2 separate regions of the Manis pentadactyla genome follow, and region 1 is linked to region 2. The links are chromatin contacts, called in public Hi-C maps. All regions are on one chromosome and are shown on one strand. Each heading gives the region's core, a stretch centred on a gene start, on an enhancer-like site or on the middle of the called end of the contact. The rest is flanking DNA. Distances are from core to core; before and after follow the strand shown. Region 1 holds the start of FLNB (filamin B). Region 2 holds the start of LOC130679583.

What was found. Hi-C and Micro-C count contacts between places; a contact is called where the count stands out from the background.
Region 1: a Hi-C map of skin fibroblasts shows a contact between it and region 2, with 6 times the contacts expected there. The contact joins the promoter of FLNB here to the promoter of LOC130679583 in region 2. A contact is called at or near these places in 2 of 3 Hi-C or Micro-C datasets (fibroblasts and skin fibroblasts).

The regions. Positions count from the first base shown.
Region 1 is chr1:229,825,336-229,829,483 of mManPen7.hap1, forward strand. It overlaps FLNB (filamin B), which reads right to left and starts at 2,894. Exons shown (of 46, transcript XM_057508301.1): 1 at 2,411-2,894. The coding sequence starts at 2,702.
Region 2 is chr1:229,693,917-229,698,138 of mManPen7.hap1, forward strand. LOC130679583 reads right to left here and starts at 1,896. Exons shown (of 3, transcript XM_057488795.1): 1 at 957-1,896. The coding sequence starts at 1,896.

The DNA.
Region 1 (4,148 bases), core at 1,644-4,143, 130 kb after region 2:
ACATAGACAAGGGAACCAAAAAAGAATTCAGATGGTGATCCACGGGGCAATCAGTGGAACACACGCCTAGTGGGTGTCCCCAGTCAGTTTCCCGGTGTTCTTGTAACACGTCATAAGCAGTGAATACTTGAAGTGAAGTCCAAGCTGAATGTGACCAGATATGGCTGTTCCCAGAACAGCCCCAGGAACAGGGGAAGAGGTCTCAGGCATTATCCCCACGGAGGCCTGGCACATGGCAAGTCTCCCTCCGATCTCCAGACCTGGAAAACCTGTTTGCTGTGAGATCTTTCTGGAGAGCAACTAGGCAGCCAATGGCAGGCGTCATCAATGTGGTAGCACCCTTTGTCCCAAGAATGCCACTTCTGCAAAAAAATCCAAGAAATAAGTTAAAGGGAGAAAATAAAACAATGGAACTTGTGGTGGGAAGAGGTCCACAGCAAGAAGCTGCCAGCAGACTGCAGGCCCACCACCGGGGGAGGGGGGCTAACCCTGCATGTCAGGCCAATGGAAGATGCTGTAGCCTGGGTGGGTTCGGAAATGAAAATCAGAGCGTTGAGTAGAAAAATACAAGAGACCATACGAAGTCTAGAATGAGACCCCCAGTTCGGGGCAGTGCTGGGAAGCCCTGGTGGAAGCAGCTATACAGCCTCTGTGAACAGCGGGTAAAATAGGCGGTCCGGGGCTTTCTGGTGTGGTGGTTTGGTTCTTGTTTTGTTCTGTTTTTTAAAGATATTTCATGTCATGTGTGGATACTCCTGGTTTGCTTTAAGTTTCTTTGTTCAGATAATTAAATAAATACAAGTTTTTAAAACAAAGAAGGGATCTCAGTTGAACCCAGCTGGGCCTTGAGAGTCCTTGGAGGGGAAATTGGTCTCTGAAGTGAATTCCAGGAGAATTTCGAGGTTCTCCTTTACCAATCGCAGGACACAGGCCCCAAAAAGACGACAACAGCATGCCACGCGGCGGCTTCCCTCTGCAGAGAAGCCACCCTTGATGGGCAGGCTGCTTGGGCTGGGGAAGCAGGAAGCAGCCCCACCTGCCAGGACAGGTGTGGGGGAAGGCGAGGGAGTGCGAGGAGCAGACTCAGCCCTGAGGGAAACTCCTTAAGGCTGGAGAAAGTCCGAGCCGCCCCACCCACCACCCTTTCTTCCCTTAGCAGAGGTGGCCGCTCTAAGGCCTGCCTGGTTTCTCTAGGAAGAGACCCCAGACCCAGGCCCGGGCCCGCTCCTCTCTGCCAAGACACTCGCCCGGCAGAACACACGCATACGTTCCCTGCATTCCTACGCTGTGTACACTCACACACTCTTTGCACAGGTGTATGCTCTATACACACATGCTGTGTATACACGCTCGCTACACACATGCAGAGTGCACACCCCATTGCCCCCAGGGTCACAGCCCACACCCTCAGCTGACTTGTGACCTTCCAGGAAGCCCCCAACTAGCTCAGGTCATGGTGGGCACTTGACCTTCATTCTTTCCCCCAGATCGGGAGGAAAGAAACGCAGCACCAGCTCCCCCTCCTCTCAGGAAGACCCCGGTGTGGGGCATGCGGGGGAGGAAGGCAAAGTCTCCTCTAATTGTCACCCACTTCCTTCAGTTCTCAGCTGGACCCTCGCTACTTCCATGACCTTGGGCAAATCAGTTAACCCTCCGGACCCCTTTGTAAAATGAGTCAAAACGACACCCCAGTTCGCGGGATGTGTAAAGACCCAGCTAACTTCGAAGGCTATCGACCCGAGCGCGCACCAACCAGTCTGCTCCCCACGAGACGAGAGTTACTATTACCGCCTCTCCGATGTAATAACATCAACGGCGCGCGGGGCCAGAACTGAGGGCGACGACACACCCCCGCGGCTACCCTTCCCATCTCGGGGCCCACACCCTTTCGAAGATGCAGGGCAGGGTCCCGGGTCCCCGTCTCCACCTGGGCGGCAGGCCCCAAGCTCAGAGAACGGTCCCTCCCCAGGTAGCCCCGCCTGGCCTGGGCGCAGCTGGGCGAGCGCTCCGGGGAGCACCGACCGGGCCCCACCCGGGGACGGCGGATCTGTTTCCAGTCCCCCAGCTCCCGCAGGGGGACCCCCTCCCCGGGGCAGAAAAACGGCACAGCCCCACCGGTCCGCGTGCGGCCCCAACCCAAGCCCTCAACCCACAGCCCCTCAGAGACGCACTGCCGGGGGCGCACGACGGGAGGCTATCGCACAAGGACCCAGCCCAGCGGACCGCACCGGGGAGGGAGTCTAGGACCCCAGCCCCTCGGGACGCCGCCCCCGCGGCCTCGGCACCCACACCCAGCACGCGGATGCTGGGCGTGGTGGGGGTGCGCGGTAGGGACCCCCGGCCTTCCACAGGGGCGCGAGCGCGGGAACGGGACGGTGCACCTCCGGCGCCGGCCGGCCAAAGCACTCACCGATGGACACGAGCTTGATGCTCTCACGGTCCAGGAACTCGAGCGCCACCGACACATTCTCGAGCTGCATCTGGCGGAAGGTGGGCCGCTGGTGGTACTTGCGGTACATGCGCTTCTGACTGAGCACCTCGAGCAGCGCGATGAGGCGCAGCCCATCGCTCAGGTCGGTCTGCAGGTTCCCGATGCGTTTGTTCACGCACTTGAGGTGCTCGTTGCACCAACGCGTGAACGTGTTCTGTTGAATCTTCTTCCACGGCGCGTCCTCCGCCAGGTCCTTCTCGGTTACCGGCATCCTGACAGCAGGAAGAGCGCAGTGCGCAGCGAGCTGCCGGGGACTGGCGTCGGGAGGCCCAAGGGCCCGGGGAGCGAGAGCCGAAGCGGAGCGGGAGCGGGAATCGAACTTACTGCCACCGAAGCCGCGACCGGCGCTGCTCTGCGACCGCAGCTGCTCTGCGACCGCCTGTCCCTGGCCGCGCGCGGCGTCTGGCCCCGCGCCTGCGCACTGGGCCGACCCGCCCCCGAAGCCCCGCCCCGTCCCTAGGCCCGGGCGGGAGTTCCCGGGCCACGCTCGCCCCCTGCCGCCCGAAGAGGGCCTGCGCCCCGCGGCCTCCAGGGCTTCTCGGGTTCCGCGCTCTGCGCCCACCGCCCAGTGAAAAGGAAGCCAGGAGAGAGACGTCGAGTTAGTTACTTAAGAGAAGGCCACCTGGTCCTGGACCGAGGGGAGCTGCACAGAATGGGCGGCGACGGCGATGAGGGTCATGGGGAAGGGCCAGCGGCGGGGGGTCTCCGTCACCCTGCAGGTTCTGTGTGCCAGGCCCTGGAGGACACCAATGAAGGAAACCAGCATTATACCCCTCATCTTAATTAATCTCATATGAATTTTAATATTAGCATTCATAGCATTTATTGAGTGCCTACTGTGTGCCAGGTCCTTTTGGCACCTGTGAACCAGTAGTGAAAAAGACAAACTTATTCCTTAACTAATTCTGTTGTAACAAATTACCAAAATGTCCTTTAAAAAAAAAACCCTCTTATGTGTTATCTTGCAGTTCTCTAGCTTACACATCCCTAAGGGGTCTCCCTGAGCTAAAATCAAGGTATTGGCAGGATGTATTCCTTTCTGGAGGCTCTGGGGAAAAATCCGTTTCCTGGCCTTTTCCAACTTCTAGAAGCTTCCCACATTCCTTGGCTGTGGCCTCTTCCTCCATCTTCAAAGCCAGCAAAGTCAGGCCAAGTCTTTCTCACACCATCATCCCTCTGGTTATCCACAGTCACATCAATTGGTTATTCCAGGATATTTCAAGTCAGATGATAAGAAACCTTAATCCCACCTGCCACTGTGATTCCCCTTTGCCCTATAAAGTAATATTCACAGGTTCTGGGAATTAGGGTGTTGACATCTTCGGGGACCATTATTCTGGCTACAACAGCATGTATTGTGCACCTGCTCTGTACTTAATGCTGGGATACAGCAGAGACGCGGAGCAGACCTCTGGTGTCAAGAATAATTTTAAGAGTAGTGGCTAGCATTTCCTGAGTACCTGCTCTGGCCCAGTACCAGAGCTATGCTAAGCAGTGTCCTTGCTATTGACCCCATTGGACAAGAGTATTCTGAGAGTTAAGTGACTTGCTCAGGGCACACAGCACAAACAGGACTGGAGTCCAGGTCTGTAAGAGAAGCACAGGGCTCAAAAGGGAACACCTCCCCCAGGCTTGGGGCAGGGGCTCAGGGCAGGCA
Region 2 (4,222 bases), core at 646-3,145:
ACACTCAAGTGTGGTCCATGGGCCAGTGGGAGCTGGTGAGAATGCAGAATCTGCCCCCCATCTCTGGCCTTACCTGCTAGACCAGAACCTACATTTCAGCAGGATTCCCCAGGCGGTTCCCGAGCACAGTAAAGATCGCAAAGCTCGGTAGCAAAACTCATTATTGTTGTTGGTCCTCTGTGAGGGCCTGTGTCTGTCCTGTTCTCTGCTGTATCCCCAGGGACAGGAAGTGCCTGACACGTAGCAGGTGCTCAATGAACGCTTGTGGAATGAATGAATGAATGAATGAATGAACGAACCAGAATCCAAACCCGGGCCTCCTAATTTCACACTGAGCCCCTCTCCTGTGCTTGCACATCACTCTCTCTTTGGGGGCAGAGCTGACACTCAGCAACTCCAGGCCTCCCCGAAGGGCTGGCCTGAACAAAAATGTCACATGGCCAACCAACGAATGTCTGTCCCAGCCATCTCAGGGGGCTTTGTGAGGAAAATACCTGTTCAAGGTGCCTTCCCATCTGATTTCCCCCAAACTCAGTGACACAGAAAGGCAGGTACTAGCATATCCCTGTATTTCACATGTTGGGCTCACTCAACTCAATAGTGGTGGAGTCAGGATTCGAACTCACACTTCCTGTCAAATCAAGGCCTTATTCCCCAGCACATGTTCCTTCATTTCTTCATTTGCTCATTCATTCCGCTGTCATTGAGTGCCAATCCCAAGCTGGCAGCTGGGAGAACATTCATAAGGTTAACTAAGAAGTCCTAGAATGCAAAGGGCTGGCCAGACCACACAGGTATGCACAGAATGGTGACACAGTGGGCACAGTGCTTTTGTGGACTTAAAAAGCTGCGAAGCACAAAGGTGGACTCGAATCTACCTGGAGGACTCTAGGAAGACTTCCCAGAGGCGGTGACATGTCAAAGTTAGGCAGAGGGAGGCAGTCCGGTCTCTCTGCCAAGGCCCGGAGTGTGAAGGTATGTGGCCTGCTCCGAGAGGGGTGGGCCGGAGGGACACGCTGGTGGGTGAGGGCTGACGGAGGACAGGGCCCAGGAGGGAGGCCAGGCCTGCCTGCAAAGGCCTGCCATGGCAGGAGAGGGGTGGCCCTTACCCACGTGCCGGCTGTACTCCCAGGAAGACAGGACGGGGTACAGAAACTTCTCCGGCTCCTGCCGGTGCTGCTCACAGAGGTAGGTGGCGCGGCCTAGGCTGTCGTGGGAGATGCCGCGGAAGGGCAGCTGCAGGGGGCACGGGGGCACCTGTCTCATTCCGAAGGCCTCCGCTTTGGTCTGGCCTGCAGGCCCCCAGCTGCTCTTTGGGCCTCCAAGACTGTCTCCCTTGCGTGGGGGGCCCTGGGCACCCAGTCCCCTGGACAGCAGACCTGTCTGCCCGGCCTGGATGCCCTTGTGGGCGGGGGAGTCGGTGGCCTGGCCCCACTCCCACGGCTGCCTGAAGGGGGGCCGCTGCCTGGGCTGGGGCCCCGCCTGCGGGGACTCAGGGCCACGGTTGATCTTCCAGGTGACCGGGCGGCGGTCTCCTTCTGGATGTGCCCCTGCCGGCAGGCTCTGCTCCAGGAGGTGAGCAGGTCCCCCTGGCAGGAGGAAACATCCCCCCGCTGCTCTGCGGCCTGCTGGCGCTGCTGGTACTGCTGGCGGCTGGTGTCCACGGATGCCGCAGCCGGTGAGGGCCGGGTGGCCAAGGCCCTGCTGGAGAGGAGAGGCTCCGCTGCTCAGGGGACTCGGGACCACCCAGAGGCAGCAGGGCAGACCCGGCTGGGAAAAGGGGCAAAGGGGGCCATAGCCCACCCCGGGTGCCTGGAAGGGGGGCTGTATCCTGCCCAGGACCCAGGCCTTTCCCCTCCCACCCACACGGTCCAGGGCCAGTGCACAGGGTGCCATAGACTCCATTCCCTTCAGCAAACCCCATGCACACCCACTGCATGCCAGGCACCAAAGAGGTCCAAAGAGAAGCCTAGTCCCTGGCTCAGGAAGCTCTGGACACATGGCTGAGGGCTCGTCACAGAGGCTCTGGACCCCATTTCCTCAGACACAGCTCTGCCACTCGGGGCTGCACGGCCTGCTCTGTACAAAGGGCTGATAGTGGGAGCCACTCGTAATGTTGAGAGAATGCCCGCTGTGTAACACCTGGGGACATACCTGGCACAAAGGAAGCCCTCCGTACATGCCATATGCCGCTTAACAAGGGCTCCAGCTGCGGTGCTGAGCTCCCGGTGCCGCCAGCCACCCTCCTGAGCGCCGGCAGCTCTCAGAACCTCCTTTTCAGGTGGGGGAATGGAGCCTTGAAGAAATGATGTGCCCGCCCCAGGGCATGGCGCTGGTATGTGGGTGCCTACTCTGCCAGGCCCTGGGCGATCGCACTTAATCCTCACAGCGACTTATTAATGGGATCTCTTAACACTTCTTCTGATGAGGAAACAGGCTTAGCAACGTGAAATGGTCACACTGGGCTTGAACCCCAAACCCACATCTGTGTGTTGCAGACACAGAACTCTCGGCAGAATGTGAAGCATCACGAGAGAGGCCCAGCAGGGCCGGGCACAGGAGGGCCCGCAGTCGCCATCAAGTCCAGATCCCCCCACCGTCAGCCTCCCTGACCAGGGCCCTCCAGGGCTGAGCACCAGTGAGGAGGAGGCTGCCCACAGTGCCTGGGGCCCCTCACCTGTGCATCTCTGCTGGGGGTGCTCACTTCTTCATTCAAGGGACATCCATTTGCTCTTGACCCTGTGCCAGGCACCGAGCCAGGTATCAAAGGTAGATGAGGATGGACAGAGCCACATGTTTCCTGCCCTCAGAGTTTCATAGTCCAAAAGGGGAGGCAGACTCATAACCAGGGAGTCAGGGGGATAGTCTGGGAAGGCTACCTGGAAGAGGTGCCCATTGATGGAGACCTGAACTATGAATACAAGTCAGCCCGGCAAAGATTGCGGGGTGAGTGCTGCAGACTGGAAGCCCCAGTGTGAAAGGATGGACAGACTGCCCTCCATGCCTCAGCCTTCTCGGCTGAAAATGAGGGCTATGAAGAAGTTTGGGAAATTGGGGAGCATTGAGTGTCAGCTGGCTAAGTGGACAGCCTGGTGTATCTCCTTTGTAGCAGTCACTGTGGTCACTGACAGACTGTTCTCCTCCCTGACCCAGACTGTCCCCACCCCAGAGGGTAAGTCCACGTGCCATGAGCACGAGGGGGCATAGGTGGGTGTCCCCCTTCTTGGGCTTCAGGGGCCACCAGCTGCATGGGCCTCCTCAGTGCCGAATTCCTTGGGCCAAAGGAAGACCCAGGTGATCACCACAGTGACGGCAGACCAGGCCCGGAGGCGGGGTGGGCAGGCTCCCCCAAGAGGGGTTGGTGGGAGGGTGCAGAGAGGCACCCTCAGAGTACTGCCTTCCAAGTCAGCCACCAGCCCACCTGGATTCCGAGCAGCCACCCTGTGCCAGGCCTTGGGGTGCAGTGCAGGGCAGCAGGGCCCCCTTCCTAAACTCAGGCCTTCTGGGTTGTGACCATTAATCACTATGTGTGTGACTTGACCTCTTCACCTTTCTGAGTCCTGGCAAACTCCTCGTAAAAAAAGGGGGTAAACTTCAATCTCAGTGCCCAGCATCAGTGTAACTTATGAGGATACTTACAGTAGATTTATCAATTCATTAAAAGCCTACCCAAAACCTTCGAGAAGGTACAGGGGCAGCCTAGGCCTGTGATAAAGGAGGGGTCACTGAAGCCCACAAAGCAGGGGAGGCTGGGATGTGGGGTGGGGCCCTCACCCCACCCTCCCCACCGCACCAACTCACTGAGCTCTCTGCCCACCTTTCTGGCCATGGCCCCTGGCCCTGCACGACCCACCTTGCTTGGAGTACTGTCCTTGGTCTACCCCATCCATGCCCACTGAGGATGCCCCGCCTCAGCCCCCAGTTCAGACTCTGTCCATAAGGCCAAGTGCCACTCCTATTTGTACTGATTTGTCCTTAAAGTAGCCCCTGCTGGATTTAAGTTGTCTGTGCAGAAAAATCCTCAGCGATCTTACACCAGTAATAGTAGTTTGCAAACCCTTACCATGTGATACGCTCTTTACATGCATTTTGTCAGTTAATCTTCAGAACACCGTATGGGGTAGGTCCTGCTTAGATTAGATTGGAGAGAAAACAGAGGCACTGTTTTCTGTGAGGCTAAGTGACCTGCTGGAGGTCATGGCAGGGCCGGGAGTTGAACCCA